Linked DNA regions of Gossypium hirsutum: region 1 is linked to region 2. Evidence: chromatin contacts called from public Hi-C data. All regions are on one chromosome and are shown on one strand. Each heading gives the region's core, a stretch centred on a gene start, on an enhancer-like site or on the middle of the called end of the contact. The rest is flanking DNA. Distances are from core to core; before and after follow the strand shown.

What was found. A called contact is a pair of places that touch in the nucleus more often than the background predicts.
Region 1: a contact with region 2 is called in a Hi-C map of leaf, with 4 times the contacts expected there. The contact joins the promoter of LOC107956194 here to the enhancer-like site in region 2. A contact is called at or near these places in 16 of 34 Hi-C or Micro-C datasets (anther, callus, hypocotyl and 2 more).

The regions. Positions count from the first base shown.
Region 1 is chrD07:38,108,799-38,114,780 of Gossypium_hirsutum_v2.1, forward strand. It overlaps LOC107956194 (protein NRT1/ PTR FAMILY 6.4), which reads left to right and starts at 2,803. Exons shown (of 5, transcript XM_041096596.1): 1 at 2,803-3,031; 2 at 3,136-3,256; 3 at 3,354-3,571; 4 at 3,682-4,229; 5 at 4,965-5,982. The coding sequence starts at 3,029. The coding sequence ends at 5,862.
Region 2 is chrD07:38,060,064-38,065,776 of Gossypium_hirsutum_v2.1, forward strand. No RefSeq gene overlaps it. Among protein-coding and RNA genes, the nearest start is that of LOC107954770, 6.0 kb to the left of the region's middle. Within about 2 kb of position 3,543, at least 2 of the 9 cell types and tissues checked have an H3K27ac peak or open chromatin away from gene starts, as enhancers often do. A contact at or near this core is called in hypocotyl and leaf, where this site is marked.

The DNA.
Region 1 (5,982 bases), core at 1,553-4,052, 48 kb after region 2:
TTGGAGGGTATTTATAGGAGATACTCCTTGGTTTGGTAGTAATGACGTGGTAAGTCATTATCAATGGGCTATCATCATGGAGTGCGTGGTGGAGCCTATTCTGCTATTTATTTTGGAGTGGTACGAGATTGTTATACTTAAGTGGACCCTAATAGTCTCGAAAAGGAGTATTCACACTAAAAAGTTGGTAGACTTTCTTACAATGGCGGGTGGTCTAATGTAAGAGATGTTCGCACTATCAGCCGGTGGTCAATGGGAGGTGATTCATCTGAAAGGCTGAGTGATTAGTGAAGATCTAAAAGACGAGACGTGAAGAATACTCCATAAATTTCATTCCGAGGCTTTTTAAGAATACCACGTTTCAAACCCAGATAAAGATATAACAAAGATAAAATTTTGGTAACAACAAAATCTACAAATATTAATAAATAAAAACTATAACCAGAATTACAATCGTACATTGTTAGTTCTTGTTTGATAAAATTTGTGCCAATGACTAAATGTAATTATCTCTTAACTTGATTCTTGTAAAATTCCTGTGTCTCAATCGAACTGAAAAGGATATATATATATATATTTAAACATCTGGAAAAAAAAATTCATGAAAAGAAGAGTTTAGTTATATAAAAAAGGACATTCCTAAACAAAAGATTCATTAATTTCTTGTTATTAGTAGGAACTATGGCAAACCTAGAGGAAAGCTAACCTTTGACCTAATTCCCACCGGTGACATCCAACAAGATCCACCACTTATTGATGGCCAACCCAGATTTGTTTAAAGGAAAATTTTAGGGTCATTTGGTATTTTTCTTTTCTTTTCGTATATTTGATTTTTTTAATACATATGTTTTTATTTGATTTTTTTATAATATTTTCATTTTTAAATCATTTTTATAATTTGTTATCGAATTTTTTTAATTTATTTTGGAATATTTTTTAGAATTATAACTAAATTAACAAATTTTATAAATGTTGAGGACTAAATATTTTAGATTTTTTTAAAAAATAGAATTGAAATGATAAATTTTTTAAACATTGAGGTTTTTGAATTTTTTAGATTTAAGATCTAATTGATTGAATGTGTAAATATTGAATGGCTATATGTTAATAAAAAGATCCACATTAGAATTCTGTTAGAGGTGTTTATGGACCGGGTTCAAGTTGGGTCTAAGTATGGTATTAACATACTTTATACTTGTCTAAGTCTGGTTCAACTCGAAATTTGAGTCTAAAATTTTGCCCAAACCCACTAATATTTGTAAAAGACTAACCCAAACCAATTTTAGGTCTACTCATATTATTTTTAAATTTTTAAAAAAATATATTTATATTATATCATTTTAATATTTTATAATTTTATAATTTTTTATATAGCCATCTTAACATTATTTTAATGTTTACATTAGAGTAGTATTATATATTTAATATAGATTTACTTTTTTTAATGTGTTCTAAATTACATAATATATAAAAGTAACATAATATAAAATATTATAAACTTAAAACAGGTCAGGCTGGACTAGGCTCGGACCTTGAATGTTCAAACCCGAGCTCAGTCCATATTTTAAACGGGCCTAATTTTTTTACTCAAATTCATTTTTCGAGCTTAATATTTTTATTCAAATCCTCTCGAATTTCAGCGAACCTTCAGGTATAGATAAATAGCCCGACCCATAAACAGTTCTAAATTCTGTTATTGAACTAATTACAACGAAAATGTGGATATATAATTAATTTTAAAAAATTGAATGAGCAAATAAAAAACTATAATTATATGATGAAAATAAAAGCAAGACTATACTCATAATTTACCATGCTGAATATAATCTTCCAGGGAATATAATGTCAAATATTTGATTGCATTTTAAAAAGTGTATAGTTCTAATATGGTTAAATTAATAACGTGAAAACCTGTGGAAAGGCAAGAAAGATGTATTAAATTGCAGATGTATGGGAGTGGCAACCTCCATTGAACTAAAATTCTTTGTATTTAATAAATCCAATTGATCTTTCCAAGATTGAAAATTTGGTTAAAAGCAAGCAAAAATGCGATGGAAGGTTGCTAAACACTACATGACGTGACAATCAAACGGTCCAGAGTTTATCATCGATATAACCCTACATGACATGACAACACCATAAATGATGACCTTTGCAATTACAAATTATGGTACTAAAAGATAAGAATCCGTCTAGGGAAAACTGATATTATCAAACTAAATTTTTGATTTAATAGATTAAAATTTTAGTTTTTGATTTTACGAAGAGTTTGAGTGTTAGATGTGATAGGTTGAACATAATTAGAGAACTATTAAATTAGATCATGACGCACGGTTAACTATTAAAGAAATGTGTATTTGTGTAAATGAAAATTTGAGAAAAAATGTTGTATGGCGTTTTATAGGTAATTATACCATCACTTGAGTTAACTAATACAAAAATAAGGGGTATTCAAATTTTCGAGAGATAAAACCTTAACAAAAGATAATATTATTCCATTAAGGGGTTTATCAATTCCAAACATATAACACTTTAAAAGTTTCTTTTTTTTAACAAAATTTAATACAAATATTTTAAAAAATTCAATATTGTAAGAGAAAACTTACCTCAGAATTCTAATAAATAATGACTCCTTTTTACTACGACATTCTCTCCTATTCCAACCATTTTTTTATTATGCTCAATCCTAAATTGATACTACCTCAAAGTCTATTCTGATACTTGATACCACGCTTCTAACCTGCAAGTTAAATGAAAATGTAAAGGTAAAACTATACACAATCCTCTTAGATGCATCAACACAGGATGATAATAACACCAAAAAGACCACATTGTACAAAAATTTTAAACCTCTCTCCCGACCACAAGTTGGGGGAAACTCGGAAGATACAGCTAGTGGGTACCCAGGCCCTTATCATGCATTCCCCACCCCCAATCATGCACTTCTCCCCTGCTGTTTCCCCCTCATAACATATTTGGAGCTAAACATTACTATTTTCCTCTCTCTCTCTTGCGCGCAGTTAAAATCATGGTATGGTATACATTCTATAAAGTTATTATTAGCATGTTTGAATATAATTGATCATATGATGAATAGTTTCTTTGTTGCCTGGATTTTGCTTTGGATGCTCATAGGTTTTGGTTGAAAGCCATGGTGAGAAAGATGATTCAAATGAGGGAACCGTGGTTGATTTCCGGGGGAATCCGGTGGACAAGTCGAAAACCGGTGGATGGCTCGCTGCAGGGCTCATCTTAGGTGTTTCACGATGAATTTCAGAAGCTTAAAAGTGCGGTGTACCTTGGTCCCCATCTTTCTTCTTTTGCTAATATGAAGGGAAATTTTTGGTGTGCAGGATCTGAGCTCTCTGAGAGGATATGTGTGATGGGCATATCTATGAATTTGGTGACGTACTTAGTTGGAGATTTGCATATCTCAGCAGCAAAATCCGCAACTATCGTTACCAACTTCATGGGCGCTCTTAATCTGCTTGGTCTCCTCGGAGGTTTCTTAGCCGATGCCAAACTCGGCCGATACTTGACTGTGGCACTTTCTGCATCCATAACTGCTCTGGTCAGGTTTCCCTTACCGATAATAAGAAATAAAAAAGTTGATATCTTTACGTCTACGTCTTTGCAAACAAATATAACTTTTTTTTGGCTGCCATCTCATCTTAAACTCAGGGAGTGATTTTATTGACACTGGCTACGACAATTCCCAGCATGAGGCCTCCTTACTGTGATGACTACAGAAGGAAGCATCACGAGTGCATCGAGGCAAACGGCCGGCAACTGGCTTTGCTGTATGCGGCACTGTACACAACAGCACTTGGTGGTGGGGGAATAAAGTCTAATGTCTCGGGTTTTGGGTCGGATCAGTTCGACGTGGGAGACCCCAAGGAGGAGAAGGCTATGATTTTCTTCTTCAATAGGTTCTATTTCGGCATCAGCCTGGGGTCATTGTTTGCGGTGATTGTGCTGGTGTATATACAAGACAATGTAGGAAGAGGGTGGGGATACGGGATTTCAGCAGTAACAATGGTGATTGCGGTAGCGGTTTTGATTTGTGGGACTCCATGGTACAGGTTCAAAAAGCCTCAGGGGAGCCCTTTAACTATCGTATGGAGGGTTCTATTATTGGCATTGAAGAAGAAAAAACAGCCTTATCCTTCCCACCCCAGCCTCTTGAACGATTACGACAACCGAAAGGTTCCCTACACGCCAAGATTCAAGTAAGTCCGATCCCATTTGGTTTTCATGCCACATCTTTGTTTTCACAACAGTTGCAAATTAATTGCAGAGTTTTGGTTTGATTTTCACTTGCATCAGATTCAAAACCCAAACTTAAATTTCATTTTTATTCGCAAAACTTTTCTCTGATTCAAGAACATCAAACCATTTTAATTCTAAATTGAGCTAGTGTAAAGCTATTTTTATACAAATTGAAGGATTTTGCTTCATTGTCAGTTCATATGTTGCTCCAACCCTCATATGATTAGATATGGGTTTGAGGATCAAACCTTCCAAGTAGATTATTAAAAAATAAAAAAAATCGTATCTATGTAGACACATAATCTAACATTCGTAGCCCAATATGCGTAACATAGTTCATACACAACAGATATTAAAAAGAAAAATAAATAGTAAAAGGTAGGGCCCCGCAAAGAAAGGCAGAGGGAAAGGAAATCTTCTAACTTGATCATGAAATGCAACTAAAATCAGATATCTAACCCTTTCCCATCAGTGTCTAGCCATTCATTTTGCCTTAAAGCAACTCCCTGCTCCTAACAGATTCTTTTGGTTCATGCTGAAGAGATTCTACCTAATTTTTAGATTTATGCATTAGTAGAATCCGTTCCAAGTTTCCCTGACCATGTTTGCATCAAGAGCCAAAAGAATTAATTGACTAATTACGTATTTGCCAGAAAAGTAACCAAATTTGATTTCAATTTGCTTGTGATGACTAGGTTTCTGGACAAGGCTGCAATCCTAGACGACAACTGTGCTGCCAACGCAGAAAAAAATAACCCATGGCTAGTATCAACTGTGACCCATGTGGAAGAAGTAAAAATGGTGATAAAATTACTCCCCATTTGGTCTACGTGTATACTCTTCTGGACAATCTACTCCCAGATGACTACATTTACAGTTGAGCAAGCCACCATCATGCACCGCAAAATTGGCTCTTTCGTAATCCCCGCAGGATCTTTCTCCGCTTTTCTCATTATCAGCATTCTCCTCTTCACTTCCCTAAATGAAAAATTTTTCGTTCCCTTGGCTCGAAAAATCACCCATAATCCCCAGGGAATCACTAGCCTCCAGAGGATTGGGATTGGACTAGTTTTTTCGGTAGCTGCTATGGTAGGGGCTGCTATTATTGAGAAAGAGAGGAGGGAAATTGCTGTAGAGAAAGAAGTCAAAATAAGTGCTTTTTGGCTACTTGTTCAGTTCTTCCTTGTTGGTGCTGGGGAGGCTTTTGCTTATGTTGGACAACTTGAGTTCTTTATTAGAGAGGCACCAGACCGGATGAAATCCATGAGCACAGGGCTTTTCCTGAGCACCATTTCAATGGGGTTCTTTGTGAGCAGTTTGCTGGTGTCTATCGTCGACCATGTAACCAACAGGAACTGGCTTAGGAATAATTTGAATAAAGGAAAGTTAAATAACTTCTATTGGTTACTTGCAGTCTTAGGATTCTTGAATTTCTTGGTTTTTCTAATCTTTGCATCAAGACATCAGTACAAGATGCAGCTGCCTGTAGAGCCCGAGTCTGGAGAGAAGGAACTTAAGGGCTTGAATGGCGAAACCATACAAGACATGGAGAAGAAAGCAAGTCTTCAGGCAGTGGGAGAAGTAGAGCCATAGCCTATGTGTACCTTTAAGAGGGTTGTATGAATCGTTAGACTGATATAGTATACTCGTTATTTTGGCTTGTTAAAAGGAATAGGCTCATATCTATCTGTCATGGGTAATTTGTAAGGTGAT
Region 2 (5,713 bases), core at 2,293-4,792:
CGAGTTAACTGGAAATTGGGTGTTGCAGAACCTTTGAGATGTGACGTGAGATTCATTTCTATTACTACAGACTTATGGTAGACCCTTATCCATTCTATTCATTCTAATGGTTTAACAATCGAATCAAGTTGTTTGTTTTAAATAAGATTATATATATTGATAAGTGAAACAAAAGGATAATGAATTGATGCCTTATGTTAGTTATAAGGAAATTAGGAAAATGAAATGTTGCTACAAGAATGTTATTTGGTAACCTTTTAGATGAAATTTTGAGGACAAAATTTTCTTAATAAGGGGAAAGTTGTAACACCCTAAAATTATCGACTAGACATGTGACACTATTCGATAGCGAATATAATGAATTTTTGAGAAATTCGTCAAATAAATTAATTCTTATGAAAGTAAAGTGATTTTGGATATATGAATTAATGAAAAGAATTTTAGAAGAGAAAATGTAATGAAAGGACCAAATCACAAATTTCGAGAAGTTTAAGGACTAAAGTATAAAACTAACCAAAAATAAGAAAAAAATGAGTTATTACTGATTAGTTAACATAAGAATAAGATGAAATCTGTATTGGTATGATGAGAATCACATTAGGGACCAAACTAAAATAAATTCAAAAGCACATCGACTAAATTGTAAATTTACCAAATTTAATGGATAAAGGGGCGAAGAAGTAATTTTCACCATCCATAAATTCATATTAAAGGTTGTATGTGAATTTTGATATTTGGTTTTGTTAATTACCTACTATGGTGAAGAAATTGTGTTTAGAAGAATAAAAGGGACAAAAAGATAATTTTGCCCCAAAAGAACACTTTTGTCAATTCTCAAAATTTTTATAATAGAAATATTATTTACATGATAAATTTGATATATGGAATTTATTGGACCATTTGGATCATAATTTTGAAGAGTGGACCATAATTTATTTAACTTTGGACTTAGAAATTTTGTATGTGGGTTTTAGGCGCAACTATGAGATTTTAAAAGAGAAGAATGAGGGAAATCAACTACCAATTTAGCCATGGAAGCTGGTAATGCCTCCCCGTGGGATAGCTTACTCCCTTTTCTTTCTTTTCTTGTTTTCCTTCAATTTTTTCTTAAAAAATTCAACACTCTCCTTGATTTTTAATGAAATCATTTGGAAAACTTCCATCCAAATTCATTTCCTTCATCATTTTCATCAAATTTATGGTTCTTGAAAGAGAAAATGGAAGTTTCAAAATAGTAAGAAATGAAAATTTCCACCTCCCACTCGTTACGTACATCAAGACAGGAAAGGGGTGTTATAAGTACCTAGAGTCTACCAACACCTTTCCCCTTGGCAAGTGTCACTGCATTGTTTTGAGCTCTTTGAAGCTTGTATTTGATCATAAACATCTTTGATCACCTACGAAAAATTTCTAAATGATTTTAAGATGTTTTTAAATTCTTCAAAATTAGTTTGTATTGTTTCTAAGATTTTAATTAAATCTTTTTAAAGTTCTATTTCTTAAATGTTCTTGAGAGTTTGTTATGTATGTGTTCTAGTAACATCTCCTATCCATATTGGATGTCGAGACAGATAAGAGGTGCTATAATACAAATATATATAAATTTATGAAAAAAGATAATTTGTAAAATAAATATAAACTTGAAAAAATTATAAAAATTAAGACCATTTAAATTAAAGATATTTCTTATTAAAATTATTAGTTTTTAAAGAAATTATTAATTTTTAGATTTTTAATTTTTTTGCCATGTGTCGTGTTAAGAGAATGCCACGTGTCACCATTTGATTGACTATTAGTGCCACGTCAACACAAATTAAAAGAGTTAATATGAAAGTACCGAAGTGTGTCACAAAATACAAATTTAAGAATCAATTAGGTCCAAAAATAAATTAGGTACCAAATAGATACAATTGGACAAATTCAATAATCAAATATATATATTAACCCTTTTGCAAGATTTTCAAAATTAGATCAATAATCGAATCGGTCAAACCACTAATTTCTAATTCACTCACAATAAAATAGTAAAAATAACTCATTATGGTATTATTTAAAATAGATTAGATAGTTGACCATTTTGCACAATTTGAATGTCACAAAATATTTAAAATTTTATATTATTTTTTTAAAAAAATCTTTTAAAACTTTTTTTCACATATTTTTGGTGAACTATTCCATTAGGGACTTTAAATATAGGTTATTACTATTTTGGTCATCTCTAATTTTATTTTTTTTTGTTAATGTTGTCAGCCGAAAATAAAACTTGATCAAATTAGCCATTTCACTCTGTTAAATGGTAACAGAAGACTAATAGCACATTTCTACCTTAGTCACTCTAAAATTAGGATAAACTACCTGTCAATCATTCTAAATAGGGATCGTTCTTATTTTAATCATCTCGAAAGTTTTTCGTACAAATGAATCATTAGTCTTTCATTATTATTTAACGATGGAGTGACCAATTTGATCAATTTCTTTTCTTTTTGGTGACCAAATTAACAAAAAGAAAATTTGGGAGGACCAAAATAGGAACAACTCCTATTTAGAGTGACTAACGATATAGTTTAACCAATTTCCATATTCCATCTTCTTTCAAGTTTTGACTTCAGATTTTTTTCGTGAGTTTTCAAATTTTCTTCTTCATATTTTGTTTGAAACCTTTTTCTCACAACTCAAATCCGAAATTTTTAAACACTCTATTTTTATGTTTTTGTATTTAAAGTGTGCAAAGAATAGAGAGTGAACAAAGAGAAAGATGAAGCAAATTTGAAAATTCAATAAATTTGGGCTGTTCAAATGTTTAACAGAATCAACCAAGGCGGAAGAAATTAGAAGTTTTGGTTCGGGGCCAGGGGTATGATTGCTGCCTACTAGGGCTGCATTTATTTATTTTGTTTTATTTTTTGCTTGGATTGGGTTTAATAAATTGCAAGGGTTTGGGCTGGTTTTAAGGGATTTTAGTTGGACAAATGGTTTTTTTGTTTGGGCTAGAAAAATTTAGCCCAAAATTTAAAATAGCTAGAATAGTTTTATTAAGAAAATCAACAACAAAATTTAATCAAAATAGTTAAAGATGTCAATTATTTAGACTAATTAATGTCAGTGTGAAAATTGAAAACCAAATTATGTCAAATTAAAACATAAAAAAAAATAAATCTCAAATGTTATCATAATATAGGGATTAAAATTGAAACTTTATCAATATAATTATTAAAAAATAAATAAAAGGTGATTGAAACATGTGTCACAAGGAAGGTATAATACTTAAAAGTACTCATAACATCTTCTCAGCCTAAATAAGAAGACAAAACATGTTTCAATATGCTCAAACCCATATTTTTCTACCCTAATAATAATATCAATACCAATCGAACTAAAACTCAATTGACTTTAAATAATTTTTAACTTTGAGTTATTTTGGAATAATTTAGTTAATTGCTCTCCAATTTGTTTTATGATTGGCACGTAATTATCTTATCATATTTTATGGCAAAAGTACTATATTATAGTCAAATGCATAAAAAAAAGTTCTTACACGGTAATATATTATCGAGACTCTACGTGGGTACTGAGAGGATCTTCAATACTTATAGCAAAAGAATAAAAATTCTTCTATTCCATCCACAATACCAATTAAAAAAAATATTTCTTTTTGTTAGGGAATTGTTTTTATATATTAAAAGTAAACTCATTTTAATTTAACTTCTGGATAAGTCAAGATTATTTAATATTTTTAATTGATATTATAATTTTTGTAAGTGACCAAACACATCTTAACAAAATAAATAAATATATATTTAAAATTTGTCAAGCGATCAAAAACCTCCGCAATTAGAATTTGGTCCTAAATTTCTAAATCAAGGATTCAATTTCTGAACACAAATAGGGGCTAAAATTTTGAAATTGATAGCAAAATTAGACCAAGAAAAAATAAATGAAAATATGATATCATCGACGTATCTGTCAGAAGGGAAAGCGAGTGTTTGTTTTGACGTAGGAACCAACCAACTTCAATACGGAACCAAACAAGGATGTGGCATGCCGAGGTAGGGCTCGGCCCATGTGTTGCAAGTGTAACCCACCGATCCACGACAAAGGTGTTGCCACTTGCCCCCTCTAGTTTGTGTAGCTCCAAAATAACCCCACCAATTAGAGCTATGAAATTCATCCCTGGAAACTGGAAAAGCAAGCATTGATTCATCTCAATTCCTCTTCAAATTTCAATAATAATAATATACGGAGCGTTTTGGATGAAATATGGCTTTGCCGAAGTTTTATTTAAATGGGATAACCACCTCTTTATTAGAGGTGATCATGGGCCGGGCGGCCCGCCCGAAATATGAGAGGGTTTGGGTAAAAATATAGGCCTGAAATATGGGCTTGGGCAAAAAAACGAGACCTATTTAAAAAACGGGTCGGGCCTCGGGCACCACTTTTTCGATCTGGGCCCGGCCCGACCCGATATAATAAATATATTTATTTTTTTAATTTTAAAATATTTTTACATACTTTTTTAATTTTTTTTAATTTTAAAATCTTTTTAAAATATATTTTTTAATTTTTAAATTTTAAAATATTTTTAAAATACTTTTTTTTAATTTTTTTATTTTTAAAATATTTTTTTAATTTTTTAAAATTTTTAAAATAAAAATGGGCCGGGCTGGGCCAGGCTCGGGCTTATGATTTTTTTCTCGGGCCGGGCATGGGCAAAATCTTAGGCCCATATTTCGGGCCGGGCCGGGCTCGGGCCTAGGACCCGGGCCGAAATTTTTTATGGGCCCGGCCCGAACCTGGCCCATGAGCACCTCTACTCTTTATCAAATCAAATCTATACTATTTATTAAATATTTTATTAAATTTATGTCATTTTCAATCGAGATATCAACACGGTTAAGAAAATTATGAAAACGCTATTTCATAATTAAATTAAGTTATATTATTTGAGGATATTTTTAATTTTTATTTAAAAAAGAATAAAAATATATTCATATAATGATATTTGAATCGAAACCAATTGCGTTAGTAAAACTATTAATTTACAACTCAACTAAAGTTTTATTTTAATATTTTATAGACTTTAGTTTTTATTATGCACACTTTATTACCTCTATCAATTATACACCTATACTATTATAAGTTTCTGACTGAGTTGGTGTCACGAGTCAATCAAACGCCAACTCAGTTAGAAGAATTAGAGAAACGTCATTCTATAATTAAAATAAGTTACAATATTCGAGGGTATTTTAGTCATTTTACTTTTAAAATACCAGTAAAAAATTATTCTTGGTTGGATTTGAACCCACGACAATTGCATTAATAAAAATTTTAATTTATCACTCAATTAAAACTTTATTTTAATACTTTCGTACATTTTAATTTTATTATACATATTTTATTACCTCCATCAATTTTATATATTATATTAATAATAACGTACTTAATCGAGTTGATATCATAAGTTAACTCAACACCAACTCAAGATTGACGATAATACCATGATAAACAATTTAATCTAATCTTTTTAATTTAATATCGTATATATTTTGAGTGATATTATTAATTAGTTTCAAACCATATATTTCATTATTTATTTTATATTATTTTTAAACACACATTTGTGTTCTAAATTTATTATTTTCACACGCATATGCATGTGATAGAATTTCTAGTATTGATAATTCAATTTAAAATTTTAATTTCTTTATTAAATAAA